Regions from separate parts of the Hordeum vulgare genome. Here region 1 is linked to region 2. Evidence: chromatin contacts called from public Hi-C data. All regions are on one chromosome and are shown on one strand. Each heading gives the region's core, a stretch centred on a gene start, on an enhancer-like site or on the middle of the called end of the contact. The rest is flanking DNA. Distances are from core to core; before and after follow the strand shown. Region 1 holds the start of LOC123407279 (formate dehydrogenase, mitochondrial). Region 2 holds the start of LOC123410152.

Region 1 (5,740 bases), core at 1,843-4,342, 140 kb after region 2:
ATCAGATAACCTCGTCCCAGAGCTTTTTATTCACTGCCATGGTTGCACCCCCAGGCAGACATCCATTATTTCCGTTCTCAGAGAACGCTCATACAACAACACAATGGTTTCTTCTCTCACGCCTCGCTTCAGAGTTCAAATATGTTACCATGCAGCGTCGGAGGGGTTGGGTTACTACTTGTACTGGCTGGCGAGCTCGCCTTCCTTGACGATGTAGTTCTCCACGGGGAACTCCTCGCCCTTGAAGTACCTATCCAACATGTCCTTCACTCCAGCCGCGTACCTCAGCTGCAGCAATTGCCATCCACATCAGAAACACGGCCGTTCAGTCAGCAGCAAAGCGCGGTAAGGGATAAACATGTGTAAACGGATCTAGGCTGCATATGTCTGATGGTTAAGGTTGCCCTACTGTCTTAATTGTATGTACATTGCTCTTGATATGGATTATTCCTTGATTCTCCACTTGTCAAGGAAAACATAAGTTACCATATGCAGAATCCATTCAGAATAACTGATTAGTGACTAGAATTTCTCAAAGCATACGGTTGGGTATCAGAACACAAAGTGCTGCAAATGATGATACGCTGGAAGGCCTATACTGAGATAAAAACACAGAAGCTAACCTGTGCATCAATTGTAGTCCCAGAGATGTGAGGGGTCATTGCGTGATTAGGCATGTAGCGCCATGGGTGATCCTTGGGTGCGGGTTGGGGGAACCAGACATCACCTCCGTATCCTGAAAATCAGGAATGAGTTACATTGAGTAGAAAAAGGAAAAACAAACAAGACAAAAATATAAGGTACTGCATCATTATCCTAATCTTGGACACAATTCAAAATAGGACACAATAATAATAGCCATCAAAGAAACAAGTGCCATGGCAAGAAACAGAATTCACAGAGGCATAGATCACCCTTTGTTATTGTTAACACTAAGAAATAGTTAACTACAAATTGGCATAATGAAGTACTTGACATTACTGCATTATGTTATATTGATTTCGAAATTTTACCATATTACCCCAGGTAAATGTGAGGCATGACAGACTCAAATAAAACGATGTATTTCATAGACCCCAACAGCAAGAGTATTTTTTTTTTTTGCGAGGGCCAACAGCAAGAGTGAAAGGATGGTACCAGCAATGTGACCGCTGGAGCAAGCATCAGCAACAGCCTGGGTATCCATGATTGCGCCCCGAGCGTTATTCACAATGATTACACCTTTCTTCATCTTCGCAATCTTTTCTTTGTTGAACATGCCTCTGAAGGAAGGACCAAACAGAATTTACAGAACTGTATATTATTATAAGATAATGGAAAAGAACGAGTCTGATGAATGGAAACCTAGTTTTCTCAGTAAGAGGTGTGTTGATCACAACGACATCACACTTTGGAAGCATAGCATCCAGGTCCTCTTCAAATTTCGCCCCAATTTCTTTCTCAAGCTCTGGGTTGATCTGAAGTCTGTCATGGTAGAGCAGGTTGCAGTTGAAGGGCTTCAGGCGCTGAAGTAAGAGCCTGCCAATACGACCTGCCCCGACAGTTCCGACGGTCTTTCCCTCAAGATCATAAGCCCTATGGGCAATGCCTGCAACATTCCATTCACCTTTAACGACCTGTTGATAGCCAGGCAAGAAGTTCCTGAGCAGAATCAAGATGCGCATGAGCTCATCTTCTGCCACAGAGACGGTGTTACTTCCAGTGACCTCTGCCACAGTCAAGCCTGCAGCAGCAGCAGCTGGCAAATCAATATGGTCCGAGCCAATCCCAGCTGTGAGAAGCAGCTCGAGGTTCTTTGCCTTCTTGATCCTCTCTGCAGTAACATAGGCTGGGTGGAATGGGGTGGTTATCAGGACATGCATGTCTTCAATGTGCTTCTCCAGCTCTGGGGACAAGAACAGAAATATTTTATTCACACGTTAAGAGTCAGATAGTAATAATCAGAGATATAAAAGCATCGAAGAAGATAAGTATCATATTAATTTCATTTTACTAACACAAGTCCAAACATATAAGCTAGATTGGAATATATATAGGCATTTGAATTGATCCTGCAGCACAGCTGACATGGTGTGTATACTTCCAGTTAGTTTGGGAAATTGCTATACAAACTAGAAGAAGCAAATCTCCCCTTTCACAATTCACACGGAACAGATGAAAATTACTCTTAGCTGTCATCAGTAAAACGAAAACAGAGTAGTCTATCTGATATACTCATAGCATTACTGACTACACAGTAACCAATATAATTCAGGATTGATATATCAGTTCAGTAAAACACTGCACAGCCAAGTTCCATAGGTGTTTTGACAAGTCCTGCCAAGTTCACTACGCTTTACCGTTTTGAGATTTGTATCTGATGTATAGTACAATATATTCACAAATTGTTCACAGAGAGAAGCACATGAATTGCTTTACAGAATCGTTAACAAATACTCCCTCAGTCCCAAAATAAGTGACTTAACTTTGTACTAACTTTATACTAAACGAGTCACTTATTTTGGAACGGAGCGAGTACTAATAAATTATAGTAGGAAACTGAAAACATGAGAAAAATTGGGTATGATCCTGGGTACTGACCGCTGTTCAACCCCTCCTTGTCGTCGGTGACAATGTAGTGGTGCCCCTTGGACTCGAGCCAGTCGCGTATGCCGAGGGCACCCTCGACGCAGCCGACGAAGTTGGGGTTCTTGTCGGCGTACTCGCCGGCCTGGTAGAACACGCCGACGATCTTCTTGCTGCCTGCAGACGTCTGCGGAACGGGAAGACAGAAATCAAAACACGGCATTCTTCAGAGTCCCGCCAGCCAACCGCGGCACTTCTTCAGCAACCGAAACTTGCAGGAAGCAAACCGAGCGAAAAAAAAACTTCACGAAAAAAAGAAGGGGACGAGGCGAGGAGCGGACGGCATCCACGTACGTGCGCGGCCCTGGATCCGACCGCCCGGTCGACGAGCTGCCTCGCGGCGGCCCTCCACATCGCGGCCATGGAGACGGAGGGATCCCGGCGGAGGAAGAAGCAATCTGCCAATCACCTCACGGGGAACGGCGGACGAGGCAGGGGAAGCGATGGGAGTGATGGCACACAGAGTGAGGGCCGGACGGGACGGGTAGATAAAGCCGCCGCGCCGTCACGCCGACAGGTGGACCGCCTCGGCGCCCACGTGCACGGGCTGCCTGCGCCGCGCGGCGGTGGTGGTCCCGGACGGAAGCGTGAAGGCAACGATGACCTGTGGGCCCGGTTCTCGCTGATGCCCCACGTGTCTGTGTGTGGTGTGCATAGTGGTTTGTTTTGGCTTCTGTTCTGGTTGGAAAATGACTTGGGCCGATGAAAGTGCCAGTAGTTGTCTACTGGAAAAGCGGGCGAGAAGATGCCGTGATCAGTGCCGTGTCCGGCTAGCTAGCGGCTGGTGTGGTGAAGGATCAACGAACCGAAGCACGCTGGGAACGCACATTTCTTGCCGCCTCGGGGATTGTTTATGTGAGTCATGCGTGCATGATCTCGGAGCGGGGGAGTGCTGGTTGGGAGCATTTGCCACCAGCTCCATTTTTTTGCAAATGCGTATCCAAAAGGGACAATTACATTCCGTTTGATTTGCCCTTAAATTTAAAAAACCCTCGTTTCTATTCAAGCTCGTTTGTTCCTCTTATGTTTTTGTTCTTTGACCGTTTGACCATCATTTTAAAAACTTCATAACGAAAGCATATTAACCTAAAAAAATTCAAATAAGATATTAAAATGTTTGGAAAAACATTACATATATTTGCATGTTATTTAAATTCATGACAAAAGTGTTGAAAAGTCCCTATCTCAATTTAAGTCCATATGATATCACCAAGAATAGTAAAATTCAAAAAAAAAAGAAAACAAATTCAAAATATTCTGAATCTTTTTAATGAAAAACATTGAAAATGTGTTGAGTGATTGAAAAGTTTCATCTGGAAATGACATTCATGAAAGTCGTGGCACAAAAAACAAATTGATGCTCCAAACCAAAAGCATTTTGGAGTGTTGATTTTGTTTCTTTTTTGCCACGACTTCCACAAATTTCATTCCCGGATGAAACTTTGCAATCGCCACTAAAAAAAATCATAATTTTTTGAATTTGTTTTCAATTTTTTTTGGGTTTTACTATTTGTGATAACATCATATGAGCTCAAATTGTGATGTGGACTTTTGAGCATGTTTTTCATGGATGTAAATGACGTTCAGATGTAGGTGATGTTTTCTGAATATTTTGATATCTTGTTTGAACTTTTTTGAGTTAGTACGAATTCGTTATGAAGTTTTCAAAGTGACGGTCAAAGGGTCAAAGGGCAAAAGCATAAGTGGAGCAAACAAGCTTGGACAGAAACGAAGGTTTTTTTGAATCTAGGGGCAAATCAAACGGGTGTGACACAACTAGGGGCTCAAATGTAATTGTCCCTATCCAAAAATAAGTACCGAGGCAAGCTACAGACGTTCTCAGAGCTCAGGCACATCCGACCGTCCATCTTGATTTTTAGGCGCATGTCGTCCGTTTGATCTCATGCGTGAAAGATCATGGCCGTCGGATTAAAATTAAACGTTGGAGCAATTAATAGTGTCAAACTGGGATGCCACCACGTGTAATTCTCAAAGCCCGTCGGGGGCATTTCTAAGATTTACCTGTTTGGAAAAAATACCCAATAGTGACAAGGGTGAGACACTCCTGTGGAGAGAGCCTAGCCGCCTCCTCCCGCACTCACGCGTCCGACCCCTTCCTCTATGCCGCCTCCACCCAAACTCTAACCCTAGTTGCTCCCCACGCCACTTGTTGAATCCTTCGCCGAGCCTGCCGGATCCCCGCCATTGATAACCCATAAGTATAGGGGATCGCAACAGTTTTCGAGGGTAGATTATTCAACCCAAATTTATTGATTCGACTCAAGGGGAGCCAAAGAATATTCTCGAGTATTAGCAGCTAAGTTGTCAATTCAACCACACCTAAAAAACTTAATATCTGCAGCAAAGTATTTAGTAGCAAAGTAATATGAAAGTAACGGTAACAGTGGCAAACGTGAGAGTTGCAGTTTCATAGTGATTGTAACAATAGCAACGGAAAAGTAACTTAGCAAGGATCAATATGTGGAAAGCTCGTAGGCAATGGATCGGTGATGGATAATTATGTCGGATGGCATTCATGATGCAACAGTCATAACATAGGGTGATACAGAACTAGCTCCAATTCATCAATATAATGTAGGCATGTATTTCATATATAGTCATACATGCTTATGGAAAAGTGTTGGGGAATGTTGCATGGGAAACAAAAAAATTCCTACGCACACGAAGACCTATCATGGTGATGACCATCTACGGGAGGGAGATCGGATCCACATACCCTTGTAGATCGCTAAGAAGGAAGCGTTAAGAAACGAGTTGATGTAGTGGAACATTTTCGCGATCCAAATCGCCGCGTCCCATGATCCGTCCCGATCTAGCGTCGAACGGATGACACCTCCGCGTTCAGCACACATACAGCTCGATGAGGATCTCCGCCTTCTTGATCCAGCAAGAGAGACGAAGAGGTAGCTGAATTCTCCAACAGCACAACGGCATGGTGGTGATGATGGTGAAGCTACTCCGACAGGGCTTCGACGAGCCGTACCAATCTAGCTACGAGGTGTCACGAAGTAGTGGAGGGAGAGAGGGTTGCACAAAGGCCTGAGGTGCAAAAACCCTCTCAAACCTCCACTATATATAGGAGGAACCAAGGGGA
Region 2 (5,910 bases), core at 2,565-5,064:
TACAAGGCTAGGCTTGTGGCCAAGGGCTATGCCCAGAAAGAAGAGGAAGATTTCTTCGATACTTATTCACCTGTGGCTAGACTGACCACCATTAGAGTACTTCTCTCATTGGCGGCCTCTCATGGTCTTCTCGTTCATCAAATGGACGTTAAGACGGCTTTCCTGAATGGAGAGCTAAATGAGGAAATCTATATGCAACAGCCAGATGGCTTTGTGATAGAAGGTCAGGAAGGAAAGGTGTGTAAGTTGCTGAAATCTTTATATGGTCTGAGACAAGCACCTAAGCAATGGCATGAGAAGTTTAATACAACTCTGACATCTGTTGGCTTCGTTGTTAATGAAGCTGACAAATGTGTATACTATCGCCATGGTGGGGGCGAAGGAGTTATATTGTGCTTGTATGTTGATGACATACTGATATTTGGAACCAACCTCAAAGTAATTGAGGAGGTTAAGTCTTTTCTGTCTCAAAACTTTGAAATGAAGGACCTTGGGGTGGCTGATGTTATCTTGAACATCAAGCTGTTGAGAGATGATGAGGGTGGGATTACACTTCTGCAATCCCACTATGTTGACAAGATTTTGAGTCGCTTTGGATATTCAGACTGCAACATTTGTCAAACACCATATGATCCTAGTGTGCTTATTCGAAAGTTTAAAGGCACAGCTATAGATCAATTGAGATTCTCTCAAATTATCGGTTCACTTATGTACCTAGCTAGCGCAACGAGGCCTGACATCGCGTTTGCTGTGAGCAAACTTAGCCGGTTTGTTGCAAACCCGGGCGATGTTCATTGGCGTGCTGTTGAAAGAATTATGCGCTACTTGAAAGGTACTGTCAACCACGGGCTTCACTATACGGGATTCCCATCAGTACTTGAAGGGTATAGTGATGCGAATTGGATCTCTGATGCTGATGAGATGAAGGCCACTACTGGGTATATGTTTACTCTTGGGGGTGGTGCTGTTTCCTGGAAGTCTTGCAAGCAAACGATCTTAACAAGATCGACAATGGAAGCAGAATTAACAGCATTAGACACATCTGGTGTCGAAGCAGAATTTCTTCGAGATCTTTTGATGGACTTACCTGTGGTTGAGAAGCCGGTTCCGGCTATCCTTATGAACTGCGATAATCAGACGGTTATTGTTAAAGTGAAGAGTTCAAAGGACAATATGAAGTCCAACAAACATATAAGAATGAGATTGAAGTCTGTCAGACGTTTGAGAAACTCCGGAGTGATAGCGTTGGATTATATCCAAACGGCTAAGAATCTGGCAGATCCCTTTACTAAAGGGCTATCACGTGTTGTGATAGATAGTGCATCGAGGGAGATGGGTGTGAGACCCACATGAGTTGCCATGGTAGTAACCTAACCTATATGATCGGAGATCCCGTGAAGTAGGACCTGGGAAAACAAGCCAGTGGTGAACTGAGGAGAGTAACTTTACTAACCCACTCCGTTGGAGATGCAATACTCTCGGATACTGTATGGTAGGATGACTACTGTCTTAATGTGTTCTAAAGCTTATATGTAAGCAAGATGCTGTCCTACAGAGCGATCTTTGGAGGAACACACCTATATGAGCTTGACTGCTGGTCACAGTCTATGAGATTTGGGTGATCTCTAGTAAACTCATGAATAGGCCAGGAGTGTGACTAATATGCTCCACCCGAGGGGTCACCTTCGGCAGCCTAGTACTAGTAAGATTTGTGGTGAAGCTCCTTTACGCCAAACTGACAATTCAAGGCATAGTCCATTGTTCAGTTGTGAAGGGGTGTAGCTACTTGTTCTAGGTGAAGCTCAACCTTAACAGGTCTTCACTGAAATGCTGGTATATTAAAACAGTGATTGGAACGAGGGAACACGATGTGCCCTTGAGATCTGGTGGGGGATTGTTGAAATTTGGAGGTGGGCCTTAGGCCCACTAGAGAATTTCAGAAAATCTACAAGGGCCCATGTAGGTGGTGGCATGGCAAGGTGGTGGGAGTTTAGTCCCACCCCGCTAGTGGAGGAGAGTTTGGACCCCTTTATAAGGGTCTCTCTTCCACATGCTATTGGAGAGTGAGAAGAGAAGGTGCCCTCGCGCACTCCTCCTCCGCCGCCCGCCTCGTCACGACGCGACGCGACGCGACGCGGGTTGCGGGAATGAGCCGAGCCGAGCTCATACCTACGCGCTTATTTTTGCTGGTCAGGAACGGAGAATACGGCACGCGATCGCCTACCCTAGCCGTCACGAAATCAGATCACATCTGCCTCACGCGTTCGTTCCTTGAACTGCTGCTGCCGCCGGCGACTCCGTCCCGTTTACCGCGTACACGGTCAACAGGAGAGCAGGCCTCCGAAACCTCGCCTCTCCGGTTCCTGTACGGGAGAGGGGCGATTAGGTTTTTGGGGAGCGATCACGCGACTGCTCGCCTCCGTCCGTCTGCTTCGTCTACGTCCGCGTCGCCCTCGTCATCGCCATGTCTTCACCAAGCGAAGCTGATCGTCTCCGCGAGGAAGCCGAGAAGAAGACGGCAGAGGATACTGCCTCCGCCGCCGCTGCTGCTGCTACGGCCAACTGGCCGATTGGAGGGTATGACTCGTTTATCCTCTTGTTCGTATTTATTCTAGCAGTACTACTTGTTTGCATAGATGTATCCACTATATGCGTAGTATGTGCTAGGTTAGCTCAAGATCAGTATGTCATTAGTCTAGTCAATGCCATGCTAGTTATTATTTTGTGGATTAATCTACTCGGAAAATTGCCTATTTACTCAACAGATATGTACTCCCTCCATCTGAAATTACTTATCACAAAAATATATACAAATGAATGTATCTGGAATTAAAATATATCTAGATACATCCATTCCTTTAACAAGTATTATCGGATGAACGGAGTATCATTTAGTAGGCTTCTTTTGTTGTGCCCCCAGCTAGTACTATCTCATTTATTTTCATCTGAACCTTGTTGTTTATTTGAACGTCCGGTTTCAGTTGTGGTTGTATCGTGGTTGACTTTATTTATGAAGCGGGGCAAGATGCCTTTTTCTGTAGATACTTCTCGAGATCAATAGTTTATTAGGTCACACTCGGACGTTAGTCCTCTACTTACTTCTTTTCTCTTATGTTATGAGCTTATTTGTTTCTTATATAGTACGTGTATGTCAATCAATAAAAGCAGCCGATAGTTGTATGCACTTTGTAACAATACATTTGAAGTCATGAAACATGCTATGATGTCGCTTGGCATCACAGCTTGTGGGTAGAGCCGCCACTGATACACCGAGATCGAAGATAAGCTTTTTAGCTGATAAATCAGTAGAGGGATTGAACTGGAGAAAGCTATTTGTTAATCGTGAGTTTATATTAAAGAAAACGAGATTAATTTCTGCCGGGACAAAACACAGCATATCTGACGAGCACAATAGTTAGATCATCGAACTGAGCGGCAACATCATGTTTTGGAAGAAAATAAAGTAATGGACAGCTTAGAAATACCCAAAGATACATCAACAAATAGGTTGCGATTGCATTCCCGGATAACTTTTCAGCGGATTATGAACCCAAATTTTATTCTCGCACGCTCAACTACGGATTTGCAAAAAACTTATGAAGTATTATAGTATCTTTTACGTACCTGTGAGGCGTCCAGCTGATAGTCTTGGGGAAGCAGAGACGTGAGCTTGGAGCACAGATCTTCCACCTCCGTGCTCCCACTCGCCTTCCTCCCCGCATCGTTCCTGCCGAACGCCATGTTCGTCGCCCCTCCGTCTCCTCCCCTTCTCTTCATGCTCGTGAAGCCAACTAGACTTCCCTTCTTGAAAGACCCAGACCTCTCTTCTTATAGACCCATCGATTTGGCGTATGCACATGCATGAAACATGACAGTGGGGCTACCGACCACTTGTGCAACTAGCCAGGCCGCTAAGGTTGCATGGACTATGTGATTTGGTGCTTGTGGCCACCTGTGCAATTGAATTTACACGGATAGGGACGTAGAATGTTTGTCATGTATCTAAGTTTTACTTTTCACGGCCACTGTATAGTTGCCTTCCCCATTTTCCATTGTCCAAGGTTTTTAGGCTGACAAGTTTTTTTTTTTTTTTTTTTGAAAAGGAGGATGACACCTGTCTCTGCATCTGGACGATACATGCAGTTAATTTATTAATTATTCGTAAAGACCTTATAAAATAATACATCAGTATGCATGTCTGACATCTTTGCAACATTTGTCGCTAATTCTAACCACTTGATGAAGGGGTGCCGAATGTTCGAGGCGAATACCAAGCAAGACCTCGCAGGAACGGCTAACATCTAAAACCGAAGGTCCAACCAAGCTTCTTGTCGAGTCTGGGGTACACACAGGTCTGGCGCACTCTGAGAAGCCGCCGCTGCCGTCTTCCACCGATCCATTTTTAGAGCAGGCACTCACGCATTGACCTTGCCAGGTCTTCCGTTGAAGCCACCACGGTGCCAGACAACGTCACCTCCCTCCGCATGTCCATCATCATACAACCGTCGTCGATACCCTCCTGCATCACATTGCCGAGACTCCACATCATCAATGTGTGACATGAGACGCCGATCCACCATTAAAACCGTCCACCGATCCCTCGACCCAATGCACACACCAAGGAGGAAACGACACAAGAGCGCCGCCATCATTTGATCAAGGGTTATCCCCTGGAGGCAGGTGTAGGAGTTGGGAGCTTCACCTCGATGACGCCTTTACGAAGGAAACAATGTAAAGGGCGTCACCATCACCGGTGGGTTTTCACCCGGATCCATTGCAAGAACATCCCACTCACAACCTGTGCATCTGCAAGACCACCTTCAAAGCCCCAGAGTTGGCCGTCCAGATCCAGCGATCGTCCACAATCGCACTGCCACCATAGTGTATCCTGATGCTCCGGCCACTGCCGAAGGGCGCCACAACTAGAACATGGAGAGAGGGCTGCCACCCCATCGCGCCATGTCGGAAGAGACATTAGGATGAATCCCAAGCACACTCTTCACCGTCCCTGTACCGAACAGGATCTGGGGTCGAACGTCAGACCCGCCGGAGCAGCTCCGTCTTGGACATGGGTACACCCATGCTATGCAGCCGAGGATGATCTGGGCCTCACTGTCCGCCACCGCCCGGGGCCGCCACCAGGGCCGGCCCAAGGGAGGGACGAGCGGGGCGGCCGTCCCGGGCCCCCCAAAAGTTAGGGGGGCCTCCCAGGTATATACTTAGGCATACAGGTCTTCAGCGGCAACACTCGAGCGAATTTATTTTTGAAGCCAATCTCAGCGGCAGCGCTCCTGCTAAGTCTAAGAAGTAAAACTGTAAAAGTAGATACAATGGGTGTGGCCATGTTTGCAAGCACTTGGAGACTGTTGGGTAGGAAAGGAATCGTTCGATTCACTAATCATGATTTCCTACCCCTCAAAAAAAAACAAATCATGATTTCCTCCTGTAACTTCAGACCGTTCGGTCTTTCCCTGCCCTCTAGGCTCTTGCTAAATGAACGACTCAATGACTGCGGCGGCAAGTATGTCTCGTTGCACTCTCTTCCCTAGCATATTCTTCTTCCTGTTTCTTTTCTTCTAATCCCGATTTCCAAATTCTCAAACAGGTTTACAGGAAATTGTTGATAAGGCGTTGATGTGATGCAGATTTCTATTTTTTGCGGATGATGTGGTATAGATCTCTTTGAGTGTGGTTCTGGTTTCCATCATGGCTGCTATATATTTTTCAGACGGATTCAACAATGATGGCACATACGGTCTAATTAACTCTTATTTTCTCATTCGCACAATTAGGTATGGTTGACTTCGTAATTTCAGTATTGTTAATTTGATTTATGTGGATATGATGGGAATTAATATTTGAACATATGAATCAATTTTTTCACATGAGTCATATGAATTTACTTATCTA

The links. Hi-C and Micro-C count contacts between places; a contact is called where the count stands out from the background.
Region 1: a contact with region 2 is called in a Hi-C map of leaf, with 2.2 times the contacts expected there. The contact joins the promoter of LOC123407279 here to the promoter of LOC123410152 in region 2.

The regions. Positions count from the first base shown.
Region 1 is chr7H:153,462,920-153,468,659 of MorexV3_pseudomolecules_assembly, forward strand. It overlaps LOC123407279 (formate dehydrogenase, mitochondrial), which reads right to left and starts at 3,093. Exons shown (of 6, transcript XM_045100381.1): 1 at 2,920-3,093; 2 at 2,581-2,752; 3 at 1,345-1,885; 4 at 1,138-1,262; 5 at 624-736; 6 at 1-288. The coding sequence starts at 2,988. The coding sequence ends at 175.
Region 2 is chr7H:153,321,935-153,327,844 of MorexV3_pseudomolecules_assembly, forward strand. LOC123410152 reads right to left here and starts at 3,815. Exons shown (of 3, transcript XM_045103048.1): 1 at 3,625-3,815. The coding sequence starts at 3,777.